Regions from separate parts of the Mus musculus genome. Here region 2 is linked to region 1. A link is a contact called in public targeted proximity ligation data. All regions are on one chromosome and are shown on one strand. The core of a region is the stretch at or near the end of the contact, and the rest is flanking DNA. Distances in the headings are between cores, read along the strand shown. Region 1 overlaps Sgms1 (sphingomyelin synthase 1). Region 2 overlaps Sgms1 (sphingomyelin synthase 1).

Evidence for each region.
Region 2: a contact with region 1 is called in a targeted proximity ligation map of heart atrium, with 5 read pairs. A contact is called at or near these places in 7 of 484 Hi-C or Micro-C datasets (the HL-1 cell line, Sertoli cells, bone marrow-derived macrophages and 4 more), 16 of 130 datasets of targeted methods (CD8 T cells, the HPC-7 cell line, astrocytes and 10 more) and 4 of 9 other capture datasets (adipose tissue, liver, macrophages and 1 more).

What each region holds. Positions count from the first base shown.
Region 1 is chr19:32,178,330-32,184,738 of GRCm38.p6, forward strand. The region is part of intron 5 of Sgms1 (sphingomyelin synthase 1); the gene reads right to left. Among named protein-coding and RNA genes, the nearest start is that of Asah2, 78 kb to the left of the region's middle.
Region 2 is chr19:32,338,262-32,344,670 of GRCm38.p6, forward strand. The region is part of intron 2 of Sgms1 (sphingomyelin synthase 1); the gene reads right to left. Among named protein-coding and RNA genes, the nearest start is that of Sgms1, 47 kb to the right of the region's middle.

The DNA.
Region 1 (6,409 bases), core at 1,897-4,396:
CAGCAGACATTTTCGCTACCAGTCCAGGGGGCAAGCTCCTTCCCTCTGGAGCCCTGAGACTTTCCTAAGTGCCAACACTCCAGTGCTCTTCAGAAAGACTCGGCAAGTCACCAAGATCTAGCAGAGCACACAGATGGACTCTTCAGGTTTGTTCCTACACATGGAGACTCAGGTTTCTAGAATACAGATTTAGAACAAAACCAAAACCAAACCTACCCTGATGGCTGTGGAGGCACAAGCCTTTAATCCCAGCACTCAGGAGGCAGAGGCAGGTGGTGATCGGTTGAGCTGGAGGTCAGCCTGGTATACAGTGAGTTCCAGGACAGCAGGAATACACAGTGAAAACCTATCTTGAAAAATCAAACCAGAAACAACAACAGAAAACATTTCCTAATATTGTAAACGCAGTTAAAGACAGCAACCATGAGCTCTAGAAAAGAGTCTGACATGGCCTGACCAATCTGCAGCTGGTTTCTAAAAACCCAGACTAGAAAGATGCCTGAAGTTCTTAGTTTGTCTGTGATACTAAGGCTCCTCTAAGGTCATGAGACTCAGTGTAGAAACCTTCCTGCTGTCACCTACTTGCCCCAGCCCCAACCTGGACACTATGAGAGGCTGCATTGGACTGAGGCATGAATGGCTCAGAGACCATTCAGAACTCAGTGCCCAAATATTAACATGCCGCCTCCCGGAAACGTCAACACCGAGATTTACTTACTAGCATTTACTCTGAGCTTCGTTCAAGGTGTTGAGTGTACTGGTCTTCCTATCGAAACGAAGGGACATGAGACAAATATTTAACTGAGATTTTAAGACCTAGATGCCGGGGTAAATAGCTCAGCTGGCAAAGAGCTCGTCACACAAGCAGAAGGATCTATGTTTGAAGCCTTAGCACTCCGTGAAGAGAGGTTATGAGAGACACTCCACTCTAACTTCTGGCTTCCACTCGAGGACACACAGCACATACACAAATAATACACCAGTAAGACTAAGTCCTGTGTGGTATAGGAGGCACTGACTAAGAACACTGTTTGCAGGACCACTCAGGAGGGAAATGTTCTCAATGCAGGGAAGTGCTGCAGGGGCTGCTGGGAGCTCCTCTCCGCCACAGTGAAATATCCCATATCTCTTGTGCTTCAGTGAGACAGTGGGCAGACAGCAGAAAGAAGAGACAGTGCACGGCGACTGTATGTTATTTCTCTTACTATTTTCAGCTCATTTCAGCTTAAATTGCTCTTGGCATTAAGAACCTGCTTTTCCTCATTATCTGAAGAGTTAGCAGTTTTCAGTTTGAAATGATGAATGTTCTACAAATAGACAGCGTCCATCACCGCTGTGAATTCCCACCACCACTGCTATGGTATGCATGTGTCATGCATTCCACAGGCTCCCGTGTTTAAAGGCCTTGGCCCTTGATCCCTTTAGGGAACAAGGTCTATAGGGGAAGTAGCTACTGGAGGGGGAATTCTTATGTGTTATATCCTGGCCCTGGCTCCCACCCTTTTAAGTTGTCTCTGTCGGGTATACTGTTATAGAAGTGAGAAAGTAACTAACTCCTACTAGACTGTACACTAGTAACTCCTGCTAGATTGTACACTAGTAACTACTACTAGATTGTATACTAGTAACTACTGTTAGATTGCTGCAATCTGGGGTTGGGAAATTTAGCTGAGTGGGAGACACTTGCCTATCAAGCAAAGGCCCCAGCTTTGGTCTGCAGCCAAAGAGGGGCTGGGTTGGAGGGCTGAGGTAAAGTTTAACTTCACCACTAAAAGAAAAGTGTTTTCTTTGTAAAATGAACTATAACCAGCAAATGAGCCAAGGAGAGAGAGAGAAAAGAATCCAGCCACGGCTGACCAGGGCAGGCTCTGTGAATAGTTTACCTTACCGAGGAGAGCTTGCCCGCTCCACCCTTGGCCGTTCCTACCATTTCCCCTTTCTGGGGCCAGAGGGCACTGAAGAAGGGAGACAGGTGGTTCGGGAGATAATGAAACTCCCAGTCAGCTGGGTAGTTTTAGCATTCCTTGTTGCATGGTCAGAAGGACCCAGTGCTTTGGGCACCCTGTTCCTTCACCTCCCCAGTTTCCTACGTCCAACTTCCCCCTAGTCCCTTCACGACCTCAGCTCCTCTGCACCGCGGTCAGAAAACTCAAGTTCAGGAAGGTAATTTGTTTTCTTTTCCTTTTCCAAAACCTTTCCTGACTCAACTGAAGTTGAAACAACAAGACAAAAATCAGACAGACTGTCTATGTACAATCACATATATTTTCTCCTGGTAACTTTAACATGGAAGAATCTTGTGAATTAAGAACTGGGATTATATATGACTTCTGACCCGTGGGTTTCGGTTGGCTCCAGCCAGTCTTGGAAAATAGTCTAGTTCTGGAATTGGAACAGAATTAGTACTCTTGTGTACGAGTTGCTTTCTTGGGAAATGATTAGGGACATGGAAAGTGCCTGTGGTGTTCCATATTGTAAGTTTTAATGAAGCTTAGATTCAGCAAGTGTCCTACACACTACAGTTATGCTTCGCTCGTTTGTTGGCTGGCTTGGCTTTACAAGATAGGGTCTCACCATGTAACACTGGCCTGGTCTCAAACTCACAGAGAACCTTCTACCTTTGTCTCATGAGTGCTAGGATTAAAGGCATGTGCCATCATGCCCAGCACGGCCCTGCTTTGGGGGTAATATATCTTAGATACATATGTACAGAAAGCAAGGATTTGAGTCTATGTCCTAATATCTCTTCTGACTTTATTCTGCATAATTTCACAGTTCAAATTTTGTAATAAGCATATTACTTTCATAATCAATAAAGGCTATAAAAAAATGGATGTCCTAAAGGTGGTGCCTTCCCCAAATAAAACTACACTCGAACACGTTATCTACCTACTCCACTCCAGAAAGCTCTCTGCACGTATGCGCTCATCCAGCGTGATAGGCAGAAAGTGAGAGGCAAGACCCAGTGAAGTGACAAGCTAAATTTAGCAGACAGATCTGAGCTACACTTCTCAACAACAACCCCTGAAATAGTCTGGTCTTACAAAACTAAAGTGCATAAGCTTGTCACTCAGGGCTTCCCAGGGCACTGAGTTCTATCGAATGCTCCCGAGAGTCACATGCTAGTAAATGAAGTGCCACTGTCTGCTATTGCACAATATCCTGGCACACAGCGCTTTGTGTCGCTACAAAACTCGGAATGCCCACAAATCAGAGGCAAAGGTCAACCTCCCTTCCTCCCCTTTTCTTTTTGTTCTTTTCCGTGTTGTTTTAAGCCAGGGACTCACTATGAAGTTCAGGCTGGGTTTCAAAGTGAGGCTCCAAGCCTGACTCAGCCTCTCAGGTGTAGGATTAAAAGTGTGTGCCATCATGGCCTGCTTAAGGTCAAGATCCAGAAACACACTTATTAACCACGGAAATCACAACAACCTCGCATAACAAAGACTCAAAGATTTGTAATAAAAACATTTTCTCCAGTAGACACTGAAATTATTAAATGTGTTTTGTAATGTGGAATTATCAAAGACTTTAGGTCATCACGCTGCACTGCTGAAGAGAAGGCGGCCCAGGAATGAGTGACGTAAGTCTCTTACTCCATGTCCAACCCACAGAGTTGCCAGGATTATCACTCTATTGCTTAGAGAGGCAAAGGCAAAATTTCTCTTTCTCCTACTTCTCCTTTCACAAAGTCTAAAAATAATTCCACTTGTCATAGTTTCACAATTTCTATGGAATTTTCTTTTAAACTTCCAGTCTTCTTTATGGCCTAACATCTTAAACACACACGCCCTTCCTCGGGGCAGCAATCTGTTAAGAGAGCAGAGATGGCTTCCTCGCTTGTGCTTTGAGTTAAACAGTGTAATCCAACCAGAGGGGAAATCTCAGGCTGGAAGGTAAACAGGATCTGAGGAAATCGCAACATCCCCTAAAGACAAAGCTTTCCTTTTCTGGGTACACGATTACCTGCTTGGTTTGAACTCCAAAGAGCAGTGCGTCACAAGCCTGTCTCAACTTCCTGAGCATAGTGTTCTCTAGATATGGCTCTATTATGTCCACAAGATACCGAGTCCTTACAAAGCACATGTTGTCATATTTATGCTTTCCTTTGTTTTCAGTAGGCACAAAGATATTTTGTTTCCAACATAAAATAAAAACTACCTAACGGCCATGGGGTTTGGCTCAGGGGAACTGCTTTTAACATGTTTATATTTACACATAGATGGCCTTAAAACATTAGAGTTCAACATGGCGCTACATGCCTACTGGAATCCCTTTCCATTTATATCCTGAGGTAACCGTGCAATGGGGTGGGGCTTGTGGAGGTGATTGTGTCACCATGATAGAACCCTCACAGATGAGACCAGTGTCCATACAAAAAAAAAAAAAAAATGAGACCCAGGAGGGCCCTGTCCCCTTCTATCCCAAAAGGGCCTGGTGCTAATAGCCTCTGAAGATGCTGCTGCACTGGTCACTTAGCTAGCCTTCAACTTTTCTACCTTGAGGATGGGCAGACACTCCTGCGCGGTATGGCATTTTTACAGTAGTAGGGGTAGACTGGGACTCACCTCTTCAATACTTGGCTAAACATTCTTTCTTCCCAGGTGACTACAATTTTGAAAGACCTCAGAGTTAGGCTGTCTCAAAGCTGAGACTTTTGTTACCGAATCAAAAACAACAGTAAGCAGTATTATCCTGCTGAGGGCTTTCCATTGCCCTGTCATTCTGAAAATAATGTTCTTAAAGTTGCAGAAAACTGAGGTATACCCTTCGTTAGCTTTGTGTCAACTTAAGAGAACCAGGGTACAATGACTAAAACCAGGAACTGAACATTAGTGTCTCAACCAGGGCTGTATAGCCCTTGTTCTTTCAATCTCCTTACCTCCTCTATGCTCGCTTACCCTGTCCTTGTCAACAGTTAGTTTTGCATCTCCTTACCCTCCCCACCAGGTTCCTCTTTCTTTTCTTGTTTCTCATGACCTGGGCAACTCTTAAAACACAGTATTCTGTAGAATCTCTGTGAGTCGAGCCCATCAAGTCTTCTCCTGATTCCACTAGAGTCACGTACTCAGACTAGAGTATCCAGAAGTGAAACGTGTCCCTACTCAGTTATCCTACCAAGCAGTGCATGCTGGTCAGCTGCCACTGTACTGTTTTATGACGCTCATATGGATTCCATGGTCCCACTTTTTAACTGGAAGTTATATATATATATATATATATATATAATTATGGAAATTAAGGAACGAGATGAAAGTTTTGGAGTTGGGTAGTCTTAGGTCCAATGACCTTTCTATCAATTCCTGCCACCAACCATGGGACAGGAAAGTCTGTTTTAGCATACTATAAAAACAACTTATGTATAAAAATACAGAAAATCACCAGCAACTATAGCTTATGACTGCTCTATGCCATCACACATTACTTTTTGAGTGACTTATTTTTACAGATGAGCCAAAATAATGTTAGATGGAGTGGTACTGTGGTTTGATCTGGAACCTTCTGAATGGGCTCGTGGTTTGCATATGCATCCTCTAGCTCGTACAGCTATTTTTGGGGGGCAGGGGGTGGGGATGTTCAGAAAGTTCAAAAGTAGGGCCTAACTGGAACAAGTTGGGTCACTAGAGTGGGTATCCTCAGCAAGATACTAACTACATCATGTTGTGAATAATGTTCTTCAGACGCAAGTCCCAGACGCCATGATATTCTTGCTCCAGGGACTGACACCAGTGGGTAGAGCCCCAGTAAGCTGGCTGGGGCAGTCAAGAAGCAACATCACAGCTCTCAGCTTACTCCAGCGTTTTCTTTGGATAAACAGCTGGATAATAAGAGCTTAGGAACGTGAAGGCATTCACGCTGGGTTTCTAGCACATTAAGCACATGAGGCAGAAGCTGAATGTCTGCTTTCTGCCACAGACAGCTTTCCTACCACTGCCTGCAACTACCTGAAGGCAGGTTATGATCACGTTTAGAGCCTTTGCTTGGTGTGCCTGTTATTATTGCAGCCCTCAACACACAGCAGATGCACAGCAAGCGAGCATCTTCCACGTACCCTTCAGAGGTGCTGTATTTTTCATCTGCTTTACAACTACTCACTTTGAAACCAATCACAAAGTCGGATGTGAACAACAAAATAATACAAGAGTAAAAAGAATGCCAAAACTACTTTTTCAGACATTCAGGCTCAAATTCCACTCTGTTACAACAATAACGGGGACACCAAGGCAAAGGCCCTAACTGTGATCATAGTCTGCCTTTGGGCTAGTTAACAGAGAGTGGCAGAAACCAGTGACATGGGAGAGTCTGTGATGGTATCGAATGGTCCCTCAAGGGGCTGTGCTTGCTACCCTGTGGTACATGGGATGGGTATCGTTAAGTGTGGGCTTCCCTGAGCATCTCCAGACCCTGGTCA
Region 2 (6,409 bases), core at 1,755-4,254, 160 kb after region 1:
GGCAGACAGCAAGACATAATAAAGAGGAAAGAAAAGATTAATGCAACGGAGATGAAAGCAGTAAGTAAGGCAGAGACTGAAAGGCTTGATCCTTCGGAAAAAATAAACAGTGATAACCCTCTACCACCAAATTAATTTAAGAGAGAGAGAGAGAGAGAGAGAGAGAGAGTGTTTCAACAGATTACAATGAAATCCAAAGGCTCACTGGATAGTATTTTGAAAACTCAAGATTCCAAAAACCATGAAAATCCAAAAGAAACAGATCAATTCCTAGACACACATACACTATCATGAGCAGCTACACACTTAAACAGATCCACACAACAGACCAAGATGGAAGCTGTTAAGCAGAGTATCCCAACCAAGAAAGCCCAAGGCCAGACACGAGTACCAGCAAATTCTACCAAACATTCAAAAAGAGTTAACACTCACACCTCTGCACAGAATAAACCGAAAAGGAGCCCTGTCAGACACAACTGAAGCGCAGCACTGCTCTCATACAAAAACCTGGTAAAGACTCAACAACAAAGCAAACCTGACACCAATTTTCTCCATGAATACTGATACAATGTTTTACTGTTTGTTTCTTGGTTTTATTTTTCAAAATAGGGTGTCTGTGTAGCCCTGGCTGTCCTAAAACTCAACCCAGGCTCACCTTAACCTCACGGAGCAGATCCCACTGCCTCTGCCTTCCACATGTTGGGATTAAAGATTCGCTCCACCACCACTCAGTGATGCAAAATTTCTTAATAAAAATTTTGTAAGCCAAATTCAGAAACATCGCCTAATTGATTTCATTACAGGATCCAAGCAAATATGGTTCCAAAATACGGGATTCAGAATACATAATATATATGTGCAGTAGTTTGAATAGGTTTGGTCCCCATCGTCAGATGTTTGAATGCCTGGCCATAGGGAGTACCACTATTAGGAGGTGTGGCCTTGTTGGAGGAAGTGTGTCACTGGGTAAGTGGGCTTTAAGATCTCCTATGCTTGGGCTTCGCCCAGTGTGGAAGATAAGTTTCCTCCTTTGCTGCTCCAAGGTGTAGAACTCTTGGCTCCTCCAGATCAAGGTGTGGAACTCTTGGCTCCTCCCGCACCATGTCTGCCATGCTCCCCCACTATGATAATGGACTAAACCTCTGAAACTATAAGACAGCCCCAATTAAATGTTTGCCTTAAAAAATTACCTTGGTTAGACAACTAAGACAATACTAAACGGAAACAATATGTAAACACACTTTCAGTCAGAAAGCATATTATCATCTAGTCAGATGTAGAAAGGTCCTTGACAAACATCCCTTCAAAAGAAACAGGCAAGATGAAATGGGAGTTACACACACACATACAAAGCAACCTAATATTGGCAATTTCCAGTAGAAAATTTAAGCTTTCTCATAAAAGTAAAATTAGGGTAATTTTTACAGACTTAGTGTATTACATACAAATGATCCTTTTCATCCTAAAATTCTATATGAAATGAAACTGAACAGTTCTGTCAGTTAACTTCCTTCAGTGTCCTATCCAGAGCTGGTCTAGATCTTGTCCATCCTTAGCAGAGGCACTTACCATCAAGTCCACTGAAAATGGCTCTAACAGGTACCTGCTTTTCAAACTATTCATTCTTTAGACATTTGCCCTTGTAAGTTTTCTATCTTACAAGATTTCTATCTTGTAGAGCTTTGAAACTGCTGTATAGCTGACATTCTGAAGTAGTGCAACATCTAACAAAGTCCTCTGAGTGGCATTCCTACAATTCTAAGAATTGCCACAGAATAGACAGAGCTGAAATGGAGGACTCCAGGGACATTTCTGATGGCTTGAATTTGGTCAAAAAGGTTTCTGGCACTGACCCTTTATCACCCATGACTGTTCCTCATACACACACACACACACACACACACACACACACACGGTTGATCAGACCAACGGAAACAGATCTCATCCTAGTGACAGGGGCCCATCAAGACCAAGCAAGATGGTTTATCTGGTATGTCACTGGAGGGAACTATACAGAGGCGGTGGGACTGAAATGAACTCTGGGGCATGATGACACATACCTATGAGCCTGCACTTGAGAGGCAAGAACAGAACTATATCAAGCTCAAGGACAGCCTGCACTACATCAGGAGTCCTACTGTCAACAGTAAAAATAAAGTCCTTTGTGTCAGTCCTTCCAACAGTAACTAAAGCCATGACAGTACTGAAGTGGTTCTCATGCATGCTGACATGTTAATGTAATTCCTCCGCTAGAACTCCTCGTCTGTAGCTCCTATTCACAGGAAAGATGGCTCCCAAACAATTTATTTAATTGAATGTCTTCTGGTTTTGTCTCTGAATTCTGCTTTACAGTGGTGTTTCTACCTTCAGTTTCAAACATCCAACTCTTTCACTTACATATGTCGAATATCACCATGTGTCCCTTTTGTGATGGTTGCTGGCCACTAATCACCTAGCTTAGCCCCCAGGCATGCCTGTTAGGAAGGGAAGACCCACCCTAAAGAAGGGCCAGTAGATGGCTGAGCTCGTTGAGTCAAAGCACTTGCTGGCTACATGAGATGATCCAACACAGTCCGTAGTACAGGCAGCAGCAGAAGAGAATGTCTGGCAAGAAGTCACCCCCTGGCCTTGCCTTGGATTCCTTCAGCACCAATATGAGAACAATTATCTGCTATCCAGAGCTTGCATGTGGGAATGGATCATCTCATAGGAACCAGATTGGGGCCCTTGACTATCAGACAAAGAATTTCTCCCAGAGTGCTTACAGGACCTGAACTTAGAGATGAGCCAGGCATACCTTGATTACTATACCATATACCTTCTTCCCCTGTCCCAACTCTTATTCATCTTACTATGGAGAGCAATCATCACCCAAACAATATTCTAACTGGGGCATCCACACAGGGATCTAATGAAATGCCAGCAATGGCTAAGACACCCTACCAATGGTACTGATCTTAGAGCTCTCCCCCAGCAACCATCACAGCTGCAGCTGGAGAGCACACCCCTTTTGGCAGAATAGTCAAATTCCATAAATGCCACCCTTTCTCTCGTCCCTCCACATGCTGGAGGCGTCCCACAATGGACAGAATATTTCATTCACCCTCTGCTTGAGAACAATTTTTCTCATAGAGAAACTGGGTAGATAATTCTCAACCAGATGACAGGTCTATTCATGACAATCTCAAGTGACAAATGACAAAGCTATTCTCTGTCTCATAATACTTCACATATTTTTTTTTCTTTAATCAGAATCTGTGTCGCAAATTTAACCCCTTTATTTCCTGGTAGCACTTTTGAGGTCACCCACTATGCAATAATTTCTCTCTCTCTCTCTCTCTCTCTCTCTCTCTCTCTCTCTCTCCACACACACACACACACACACACACACACACACACACACCTTCAGCCAACAGAAATTCATTAAGAAATACAAATAACAGTTATCAAACACTGAGTGCCAACATCATGTTGGCTCCAGGATGAAATTTTAATAACTGTTGTCCCTCAAGAACAGAATCGAAATGTGCTTGTCTTTAGTGGTTCTCTGGCTCCTTATCCAGGAATCTATAAATAGTGCCGAGCTAGGCTCTAAGCACTGAGCACGAACTAATTCTAGCAAGATCAGAAAGTGGTGGTTTTTGCACACAACTGTAATAGTACTCCTTCTCAGAAAGGGGGGGCGGGGATTGTTTTCCCTTTGCTGGCCCTCAGAATTCGTAAGTCTTTTGAAAATGCAAGCTTCTTCAGATAAGCTGAAGAAAGCCAAGGAGGTACTGAGGCCAAGACTTTGAAAGTGGGTATACATGGCAGAAGCAACAACTACAATAACCCACGGGGATGGCGCTACGCAGAAAGCCTGAGGTGAGCATGGCTCAGTTAGTGCGTCACCATCCACAGGGCCCCTCTTGGCATCAAAGGTCCTGGTGGGCACAGCTCATGTGGGTCACATCAATACCACAGAAAGAAACAAGGAGGCTGGCTTGGAGGGTATGACAAAGACAGAGAAGTCCAGAGCAAGAGAGGAGTTACTAATTAAGCAACGAAGGCCCCTTTCTTAACAAGCAAGAATTTGTGCTTTGTTTATATTTATTTTGGCTAAAAAATATTACTGGACTGTAGGAGTCTTCAAGAGACAAGAGTGACTTTGTAAGCATAGGGAACGTGTGGTCTGGGGTCCACAAAGGCTCCTAGAGTGTGTCCAGGGCAGTTCAGATGGGCAGTAGACTGTTCAGCACTGAGCCCTACACATCTGAAAGGAAGGATCACGGATGGGCAAGTTTTCCTAGCAATCAGCATGGAGACAGGGTTTCCTTGTCTGTCTGGGTATGGAAGTGATAGACAGGCATTGAGGAGTGGCTGTTGCGCGTCACCACAGCCTTCTGAAAACAAGGCCTGTTATCTAGTGACCGCCAAGGCCAGAAACATATCTTACTGCAAAATGACCAAAGCATTCCTCCAAACAGCTGTGCGTGGATGTAGACAGTGGGTACACCCCATATTCAGAGAGAAAGGAATTGATCACCAGAGAATTATGAAATTATCCATGGCTAGTTAGCCTATTTAAAAAAAAAACCATTCTGTCCTCCTAAAGCTGCTTCATATATGCAGAGACCTGCTCTCAGAATTAAAGCTAAAACTCCTTTCCCTACCCATTGGTAGTCTGAGACTGTGTGCTTTGTGGGAGCATTCTCTATGAATAAAACTCACAAGTTTAGCCCAGCTCCCTGGGCTGTATTTATATCTAATCTCTTTGGGCTAGGAATGTCCTTTGTGGGTGGTCAGCAGCAAATAGATTTAAAGTCTATTATTCTGCTTGTTATGGGAAACAACTTAGTGTGTCTGCTGCATTTTAATCTAAGGATTATATGCTTAGCCTCTGGAAAATTCATTTTAGAAACATCAATAAGAATCTTTTTAAGCATTTTTTTTTAATCAGGAGGCCTAATTATCATTTACACATTTATTGGTACTTAAGGCCCTGACATAAAAAGCCTTGAGCCCAAAAAGGCGAGGCAGCTGTTGCAGACTTAACAAGAAGCCAGTATTCTCCTGGGACCATCTAAACGTATACCACACCTTGAAATAGAGTTAGAGTGGATGCTCGCCCTGCAAGTGCGTTTGACCAAAGCCTGATGCTGCAAATCCTGACCTCCTTTTGTCGTTGGTTTATTTGGTTTGGGTTTAGGTTTTTAAGACTTCCAAATGGACTTTAAGTTAAATGAGCAAATACATTTAGTGCCTCTCTTCAAAATTCTCAACACAAAAACCATTATTTCTTTGAAAAAGGCATAAATCTTCTAGAACAAAGATAGCAGAAACCAGATAGTAAAATCTTCAAGATGTTTTAGAGGTGAAAAATGAAGACAATAGACTTAGCAGACCAAAATAAGACACATCTTCTAATATGTGGAGCCCCATTCTGCCTCAGAAAAGACATTCCAAAACCATCAGGCATATAAAACATCTAACGTGAAAGACAAAAGAAAGGGGAAAAAGTGCAACTTGAAGCAAAAAATGGTGCAGAAAAATAAAATTTCAAAGGTAAAAAAGTTAATCTCTGAATATCTACTTAGTTTATGAGACCACTCAGGGGCTATCAGCAACTGAAAATAAAATAAACCTGATAAATTAACAACTTTAGAAGGGTTCCAAGAAAAATGTAAGTTATCTTTGGGAAGAGGCGTTCAGAGGCAAGTCAAACATCCTACAGCAGGTCCAGAAGGAAGCTGAATAGACAATGAGGGAAGCCAATACTGCAGCCCGGAACATAAAAACAAAAGGAATGAGCGGCTCCTTCCTGGTGCTGTGAACTCTGTGCCTTTCTGAGCTCTGCCCAGGCGCAGACAGAAGCAGGGCTCACAACTCCATGCTACCTACAGTCCCTCCCTGCAGGTGAGTCTGCCTGAGGACTCAAGATAAACAGCCACTTGACAAAGCAATAGCAGAGAGAAGAAACACCATACTCTGTACTCAGCTAAGTAAGTCTCTCCTTAAACAAGACCCCGCACCAGCAAAGGGTGCAGCCCACATTGGGTTTTCTTGCTTCAGTTAACCAATTAAGAAAAATCCTCCGCAGACAGGCCCAGCGCCAACCGGAGCCACCCCCTCCCTCTCGGAGGCTCTCTTCCCAATTGCTCCTAGTTTTTGTCACCTTGGTAAACTCATCATCACAGTGCTCTTTGGACACCAGCAAAAGACAAACAAACATAACCGAAAAAGCACATCCCAATCGCGGCAGGTGATCATTAAACTGCTGAATGCTTTCATGAACGATGTCAAAAGACACAATAGAAGAGACCCTGTAAAGAACTGAGAATCGGCAGGCGCTAGTGTTCTCACAAGGAGCCGGAATGCTAGGAGGTGAGCAACGCCCTTCCTATCAACAGCTCAGTGATTTCCAGCCAGG